Linked DNA regions of Mus musculus: all the other regions are linked to region 1. A link is a contact called in public HiChIP or PLAC-seq and Micro-C data. All regions are on one chromosome and are shown on one strand. The core of a region is the stretch at or near the end of the contact, and the rest is flanking DNA. Distances in the headings are between cores, read along the strand shown. Region 1 holds the start of Neo1 (neogenin). Region 2 has its middle 10 kb from the start of Gm33053. Region 3 holds the start of Hcn4 (hyperpolarization-activated, cyclic nucleotide-gated K+ 4).

Region 1 (2,700 bases), core at 148-2,647:
GTCAATTGGCACCCTTAAATATGTAAGAATGCTGGTGACTCCAGGAATGCATGAAACACACAGAAAAAAAAAAGATGCTGAATATATATACACATATATGTGTATATATGTGTATGTGTGTGTGTGTGTGTGTATACACACACATATACATATATAGTCACATAGAGACAATTAGACAAATCCTTAAAAATCCGATGTCTGAAATTTTTCAGAAGTTGAGAGTGGGTTACATAGAAATATAGTTAAATCCCTAGTAAAGAGGCACTACTTCACAGAATCACTTGGAGCCGCTCTCCAAGGCGTCCACAAGGCTAAGTCAACACCACTGATCTGATCATGAAGGGGCTAGTATGCCCCTTAGCACCCCCTCTCCTGAAGACCCAGGCTCCAATCACTGAGCGAAGAGTCCCTCGAGATCCGACAGCGCTTCCCTGGACTTCAGAAGCTGGGCAACCCATGGCCGAGGGGGATGGAGGGTGAAGAGAATGAATTCAAGCCCCCTCCTCCATCCCTTCCTGAAAATTAATGAATTGGCTGTACGATTGTTTATCTAATGAGGTGTGTAGTGGCCTCTACTGGTGCTTGTGTGAGCACAAGAATGTCCCACTCTTACAAGTGGGATGAGCCTGGGGGAGGGGAAAGAGGCGAGGGGTGAACCTGCCTCCCGGTACAAAGCGCAGAACTGGACCCCAGAGCTCCGGCCCGGATCCCGGAGGCGCCCCTCCCCCGGTAGGAACCCCTCCTGCCTGCTCCGCTTTCCACCACGCGAGACCCTTTTCTCTCCAGCAACGGGAGCCGAGGAGGAAAAGTTCCCGCACGTTCCCCTCTGGATCCTAAACAACAACAAAAACCCACCGCAGCGGCCACGGGAGCCGGTGCCGCGCCCCAGCCCCCACGGCGTCCCGGGCCCGGCCCGACTTACCTGCGGACTGCGGCGGGGAGCCGCTCTTCGTGGCCGCGGCGCCGGACGCCGGGCGTCCGAGCAGCAGCAGCAGCGGCAGCAACAGCAGCAGCGGCGGTGGCGGACAGCAGCGCCGGGAGGAGGAGGTGCAGAGGAGTCGCCCGGCTTCGCGCTCCGCCGCCATCTCTACCCCACGAGTGGCGGCGGCGGCGGCGGCGATAGCGCCGCGGAGCGCTCGCGCCCTTCCCTCAGCGCGCCTCAGCCGGTCTCTGCGCCGCAGGGCTCGGCTCCAGCCCGGCCCGGCCCGGCCCGCGCGGCCCCCTCGCGCGCCCAGGGGGAAAGACTCCGGGCGCCTCCCTCCTGCAGCGGGGCGGGGAGGAGAGCAGAGGAGAATCAGTACATTCCGGCCGAGAGCCGGGGGGTGGCTCGGTCTCTCCAGGTTCCAGGCGCCGCCACCCGCCGCCGACTCGGGCTCCTCACGGTAGAGCGAGGGGGGCGGAGACCGCGGGGTGGGGGGCGGGCGCCGGAGCGCGCCGTGCCGCGCACGCTCACAGCCGCGCACGCGCGCCTCCCTCCCCACGAGCACCCTCTTCGCGCCCCGCGGCCTGCCGGGCTCCAATCCCGGCGGTCGCTTCGCGGGCAGCCGCGGCGGTGGAGCCGAGCTGGCGCAGGGGCAGGCGGCGGGCCCGCTCCCCTCCCCCCTCTGGCTCTCGGGAGACGGGCACGGGCGCGGGGCGCGCGCGCCGGGCTCTGCTGCTGCTGCTGGCGTCAGGGAAACCCCGGAGAAGCGATCCGCCTCCTTCGCCTCCCGCCTCCCGCTCCTAACCCGCGGGAGAGATTTCCCCTCACCTCCGCGGACCGCTTCAAAGGCTACGGAGACCTGAGGCAGAGCCGCACGGACTCCGGAGCTGCTCACGGAGGCCGCGAGCCTGCGCGCACCTCTCTGCCCCGGGCCTCTATATAGGGCCTCAGAGGAAACCGAATGGCCTCCGGGAGGAAACCTGGGTTCGCAGAGGGTCGGCGCACGGATTTATGTGCTCGCCAAAAACAATAGCAGGCCGCCCGGCTCTTGCTGGGGACCTGGCGCGGTTCCCGTGGGAGGGGGCCGATCGCACTGCGCCGACCTCTGGCTTCCTCTCGGGCGGTACCCGACCCGCCGGGACCGTGGTGCCCCGCGTCCCCACTGAGACACTCGGCTCCGGCTCAGACAAAGGTGCGGGGAGTCCACTCCATCGCGTGCCCAGGCCAGGACCCAACCCCGTGACTCAATCTCCCCGGGGCTAATTCTCTGCAGTCACTGCAGCCTTTTACCTAGGCCCTGGATGGTCACTTTGCAGTTTTGTACTTGAGATCCAAAGTGTCTCTCGACAGTAAACGCGGAGCACGCGGGAATTGGTTTTTCAACCTCCTGGTACTACTGAGGATCGAGCTACCCAAAGTTAGGAGAAAACAGTCTGTAGTCTGCTGGCGAGAGTGCCCATACTGTTCTACCCTGGTTCTTCACTTAGTCATGTTGGGTTGTTGATAGGAGTTGGATTTTTATTTGCCCTTCTGCGTATAGTCAATATCCAAGATGTGTCCAGCAAAAAAAGACATTTCTTTTTCTAACACACACCATGCCTTCTCTAGTCACTTGCTATTTTATCTTATTTTATTCCAAAGTTCCAAAATAAGGCATGGATTGACGTGGGGAATGAAGAGCTCAGAAACCTCATTAAAACAGTGAAATTAGGAGCCCTCCCTTCCCCTGGCTCTTTGAAACAATTGGTTTAAAAGAGCAAACACTCGCTTATTGTTTT
Region 2 (2,700 bases), core at 142-2,641, 210 kb after region 1:
AATGAATGAATGAATGAATGAGTCAAAACGAAATGAGAAAATCAGCAACCCTACATTTGACCCTCCTCTCCACAAGAATTTGTTTCAAGACCCTCCTTAGGTATCAAAATCTATACAAAATGATGTCAGAATTGCACGTGACCTGTGCTCATCCTCCAGCAGCTTGTGTGTCACCTCTGGAATGGCAATTACTGGCTCCGCACACAGTATCACACTGTATTTCCGAGGAAATGCTGACAGCAGAAAAATCTATACAAATTAGATATAGTCAAGTTTGGTCAAATGATTTTTCTTTTCCCACTTTTGTGTGTGTCATACATGTGTGCATGTTTTCATGTATGTGCACACACGTGTGTGGATACATACACATCCTGTGGAGTCCTAAGGTTAATGTCAGAGTAGGTGATATCACTCTTCTACCTTAGTCACTGAACCAGGGTGTTGGGTTTGGTGTGGTGCTGCTATGTATTCAAATGCTAAATTCTGTGCCCCACGATCTGGTTGCCCCAAGATGAGAATGAATTCTCAGGTACACCAGCTTTGGTTGGGCAAACCTTGCTCCCCAAGCTAATTGGTCAATAAAAGACTAAAGCAGGACTTGAGAATTAAGTGAGGGATCTCAGGAGACCAGGAAAAAAAAGAGAGAGAGAAGACAAAGAGAGAAGGCAGCCATGAGAAGAGAGAGACTGTGAGCACATGGTTAGGAGAAACATAGCAAGGGACATATGGCTGAAATATATGTTAGAGGAACTCAAATCCTGCCCAATCTAGGCTTACAACTTGCAAATCAATACCAGGATTGTGTGTCTTTTATACAGGCTGGATAGAATATATAATTCATACAATAGAAGGGCCTCTCAATCAAACCAGAGCTCACCGATATAGCTGATGTTATTATCTAGCTTACTCTTGGACTCCCCTGTCTCCACCTTCGGCTGGACTTAGAAAAGGGGTAGCATGCCAACCTATCTACTGGGATCTGGGGATATGACAAGCACTCTAAACACTGAGAAATCTCTTCAGCCTTCAAATATAATGTATATTTATCTTCAGCTGATTAAACCTGTGGACAAGGAGGCCAACTGCAGAAACAGCTCTTTTGAGAAGTTTTGTTGCAGGAACAAGGAAGGAATTGTGCTCATAGCTAGAGCAGGTATAAAGTCAAGGAAACAGGCTTCAAGACGAGAATCAATAAGGCCTGTTTGTATGCTGATGGGTACGGTATAGAGGTTTCTGACGATACTGTACTATGTGGAGAACAGATAATGAAAGAGACAAGCCCTCCTGTAGGTGACACCCACTTGTCAGAGCAGTGTGTACATGTAGCCTGCGGCTCCCCACCAGGCTACAGGATCATGGACTACAGGGCCAACAGGGCCAAGGCCCTTTTCATTCTTGCAGGCAAGTGACTCACGTGTTGAGTCTACTGAAGGTTTACTTGCTACTAAGCCAATGATTGAGTCACAGAGGGTTACTAAAATGTGCTGTTCATAAACTAAAATTACTCGGACTCCAACTGAACCCTCTGCAAGGAATCTGTCTGCCACACAGCACTTAGCAACACTGTAAAACAATCCCGGGGTTTCCATTGCGGGGGGGGGGGGGGGGGGGGGGTCTTGCGGTCAGTCCTTCACCCTGTTCTGCTGACCTGGCTGCTGTTCTTGCTATTTGCACTAGAACTTTCTCTTTAAATTAGCTTAACCATTACAGCTTGTAGCTTATCTTAGGTTGCAAGGTTAAAGTGGAAGTCCTACAGTGATCCAGATTTGCATAATTCTCACATTCTAATCCCTGAGTGTTGGGCCTCCAGGTCGCTGTAAATTTGGTATTCAATGCAAATAGCTCATACCTCCCTTGCCCACACAATGGATGGACATTTGTAGTGTGATAAAGTTACTGACTTGCTTTTAACTTTTCGGGAGATTTCTTTTGTAGCAGAAAGAACCCGTGTGTATGTTTATATTCTATTAAGGCGACTAATGGATGGGAATGCATGTGGCTGAAGTCTTTGTAACATTTGAGGGTGTCCCCCCCGCCCCCGCTAGAGGAACCCAGAAAGGGAGTGAGAATACAAAGCGTCCACCCTGCTTCTCAGTGGATGGGTCCCACTTCTAGAAGAGGTTTCTTTTTAGGGCCTGGGCGGACTGTTCCCTGGGCAAAGTTCCTGCCGTGTAAGCATAGGGAGCTGCATTCAGATCCTTAGCCCCACGTAAACATCCAGGTACAAAGGCAGGCCTGTGTCTGCCTGCCCCGTGCTGGGAAGTGGGGAGATCCCTGGAGCTTGCTGGCCAGCAGCTTAGCCTAAGTCCGGGTTTCGTAAGAGACCATGTCCCAGGAAATAAGGTGAAAAGAGTTAGAGAAAGAGACTTACCATCGACCTCTGGCCTGCATGCACACGTGCATGCACACCTGCACACATGCCACACGCACAGAAACACACACAGGGAAAATAATTATCTGTGTGTCTATGTATGTATATACATTATATTCTATATTCTATATGCTATATTTTATATATATGGTTCTCAGGAGATGCCTTTGCGCTAGCACAGAGTTGCCACTCCCCAGTCACGTTCCCAGCCAGTTTTTTTTCTGACTGCAGTTTGCAGTATGGGTTCGCTGCCCCTCCCCCACCCCTGCCCACAGCCCCATCATCCCCCCTTTACCCTTATGGAGCCCTCCCAGAGGAGGCTGTGGCTT
Region 3 (2,788 bases), core at 16-2,515, 210 kb before region 1:
AGAGCAGAAAAGGCCCACCACCCAAACCCTGCTGCCTTCCAAATCCCTACTCGGGATGTGTGTGTGGACACAAGCGGGCTAAGATTTCAAATGTAAACTTCATGCTATTCCTCAGAGTAGAGGACCCCTTTGCCTTCCTGCCCACGGGTCTGTTTCTCTACTGACACAGACTCCAACCTTCTCTGGCCAGTTCTCCCTCTGAACCGCCCCTTCACCTTTTTGTGAGCTAATGTTGGGTGTTGGGCTGTACTAAAGTGTGGATACCTAAGCTATACCTTAGGCTTGGGATTTGCCCTTAAATCGAGAATGTAATACAGGGAGCGAGAAGACGCCCAGGTGCATTAAGAGAGGGATCAAATGGGGGCTGGGGCGGTTAAAGAGTGTGTCTGGGTGGAGATGGAAGCCTCTAACGCTGGTGCACACAGATGTCTCGACTGAATGGAAGCACAAGGCGAGGGAGTCAAAGCCTTCCCCAGAGTGTCAGGTCGCCAGAGGAGCCTGCCCATAGCCTTCTGGAAGCAGCCCGTTGGTCTTGGGAACCCCACATCGAATTGCTCCGGGAAAGGCGCTGGGGAGTGGGTGGTGGGAAGTCCGGCGCTGGGATCCCGCATCTGTGACTGCTACTGTCGGCGCATTTCTTCGAAGTCTTACCTCGCAGAAGTGGGTCCACCCGCGCGCCCAGTGAGCGCCTGGAGAGTTTCCCGCAAGCCCTCCTCGCCGCGCCGGGGAAGACCCACGCGGGATTCGCCCCCCGCCCCTGGCTCAGGAAAACCCTGGGAGCCGCCCGGACTCGAAGCGTTTTCCGGAAACCCCCTCTCCAGGCGAGTTGCGGGAAAGCAGCCGCTCCGCAGCCTTACGACCGGCACGCCTCCCCGGAGGAGGGTCGGAGACCCTAGCGTGGAGACAGCGGGCTAGGCAAGGAAAGCCCGAAGCTCGCGGGAGAGACTGGGAAACCCCGCCCCCAAATCTTGAGCCCCAGCGGGAGCTCTCAGTCCGTGGCCAGCAGGAATCATTACGCGCACAGGAGTAAGGACACCTCCTACCTCAGTCCCTAAGGTCTGGCGAGGTTCCGCCCTGCGCCCCTCGCGGGGCCCGGCCCCCTCCGCCCCCCTCTATGTCTGGGCTGGGACGCCGCTGCCCCTTTAAGAAGCCCAGGTAGGCAGGCCGGGCTGCAGAAGCCGCTCCTATGGCAACCCGCGAGCTGCGGCGGCTTCATGAATATTCCGGGGCGCGGGAGCCCGAGCGCTGCCGGAGGGCGCTCCGGGAGAGGCGGAGGCTGATGTAAGCCCGGCGGGCCGCTGGGCTCCGCTCCGCTGCGGCGGGAGTCCCCAGGACTCGGCCGGCTGGGCTCAGCTAGAGGAGGCAAAGCGAGAACCCGGGTGACCAGCTGCAAAGCCCGGGCGGTCACACGCGCTGACAGCCCCAGACACCCGCCGGACGCACTCCCGGGAACCGCGCGGGCAGTGCGCTCTGCGCTCGGGAGCGGTTCCCGGAGCGCGGTGGCCGCAGCGCCGCCGCTGCCCGCGCCCATTGTTCCCCGCGGGGGCGGGGCGCCTGGAGCCGGGCCGCGCGCCGCGCCCCTGATCGCAGGAGGGAGGGAAAAGAGGGAGGGAGCGTGGGGTCCCCGCGCCCAAGCCGGGCCCGGGAGGAGGTGCAGCGCGGCGAACCCGGGGACCTGCAGCCGGACTAGGAGCCTCCCCTCGGCGCGCAGCCCGCGCGATCATGGGCTCGTGAGGCAGCGAAGGACGCGTCCTCACTGGCAGGCGCACCTGGAGCGGGTCCCCCGTGCCGCACCCGCACCGCTGCCCCCGGCCCAATCCCTGGCACCATGGACAAGCTGCCGCCGTCCATGCGCAAGCGGCTCTACAGCCTTCCGCAGCAGGTGGGGGCCAAGGCGTGGATCATGGACGAGGAAGAGGATGGTGAGGAAGAAGGGGCCGGGGGCCGCCAGGACCCCAGCCGAAGGAGCATCCGGCTGCGGCCGCTGCCCTCGCCCTCTCCCTCGGTGGCTGCGGGCTGCTCGGAGTCCCGGGGTGCGGCCCTCGGGGCGACAGAGAGCGAGGGGCCGGGCCGCAGCGCCGGCAAGTCCAGCACCAACGGTGACTGCAGGCGCTTCCGCGGGAGTCTGGCCTCGCTGGGCAGCCGGGGCGGCGGCAGTGGTGGAGCAGGGGGCGGCAGCAGTCTCGGGCACCTGCATGACTCCGCGGAGGAACGGCGGCTCATCGCCGCTGAGGGCGATGCGTCCCCCGGCGAGGACAGGACGCCCCCGGGCCTGGCGACCGAACCCGAGCGCCCGGCCACCGCGGCACAACCCGCAGCCTCGCCGCCGCCCCAGCAGCCGCCGCAGCCGGCCTCTGCCTCCTGCGAGCAGCCCTCGGCGGACACCGCTATCAAAGTGGAGGGAGGCGCGGCCGCCAGCGACCAGATCCTCCCCGAGGCCGAGGTGCGCCTGGGCCAGAGCGGCTTCATGCAGCGCCAGTTCGGTGCCATGCTGCAACCTGGGGTCAACAAATTCTCCCTAAGGATGTTCGGCAGCCAGAAAGCGGTGGAGCGCGAGCAGGAGAGGGTTAAGTCAGCAGGGTTTTGGATTATCCACCCCTACAGTGACTTCAGGTAAGAGGCCAGGTTGGGGATGCCAGTGGATGCCTTGTGTAGTTGCAGGCTCTCTTCCCAGTCCAGCCTCCCAGCCCGAGTTAACTTTACTTCCTTGCGCTGGGAGCTCCAAGAGAAGTGGGATGCCTGGAGCGTCCCAGAAACCCCCGGACCTCCTGCAGTACACTGGGAACTT

The links. Hi-C and Micro-C count contacts between places; a contact is called where the count stands out from the background. HiChIP or PLAC-seq counts read pairs in DNA pulled down with a chosen protein or histone mark.
Region 2: a contact with region 1 is called in a FOXA1 HiChIP or PLAC-seq map of pancreatic cancer cells. The contact joins the enhancer-like site here to the promoter of Neo1 in region 1. A contact is called at or near these places in 15 of 39 promoter capture datasets (the 3T3-L1 cell line, 3T3-L1-derived adipocytes, the C10 cell line and 9 more), 11 of 484 Hi-C or Micro-C datasets (the AML12 cell line, ECoMG myeloid progenitors, brain and 7 more), 29 of 115 datasets of contacts at active chromatin or transcription factors (the NIH/3T3 cell line, SST interneurons, bone marrow-derived macrophages and 20 more) and 2 of 9 other capture datasets (adipose tissue and pancreatic islet).
Region 3: a Micro-C map of embryonic stem cells shows a contact between it and region 1, with 6 times the contacts expected there. The contact joins the promoter of Hcn4 here to the promoter of Neo1 in region 1. A contact is called at or near these places in 4 of 484 Hi-C or Micro-C datasets (all in embryonic stem cells) and 2 of 115 datasets of contacts at active chromatin or transcription factors (both in embryonic stem cells).

Annotation. Positions count from the first base shown.
Region 1 is chr9:59,035,044-59,037,743 of GRCm38.p6, forward strand. It overlaps Neo1 (neogenin), which reads right to left and starts at 1,398. Exons shown (of 28, transcript NM_001042752.1): 1 at 923-1,398. The coding sequence starts at 1,085.
Region 2 is chr9:59,243,955-59,246,654 of GRCm38.p6, forward strand. No RefSeq gene overlaps it. Among named protein-coding and RNA genes, the nearest start is that of Gm33053, 10 kb to the left of the region's middle. Within about 2 kb of position 1,392, at least 22 of the 459 cell types and tissues checked have an H3K27ac peak or open chromatin away from gene starts, as enhancers often do. A contact at or near this core is called in a colorectal cancer cell line and pancreatic cancer cells, where this site is marked.
Region 3 is chr9:58,821,684-58,824,471 of GRCm38.p6, forward strand. Hcn4 (hyperpolarization-activated, cyclic nucleotide-gated K+ 4) reads left to right here and starts at 1,266. Exons shown (of 8, transcript NM_001081192.3): 1 at 1,266-2,613. The coding sequence starts at 1,829. It also overlaps a transcript of Rec114 not described here.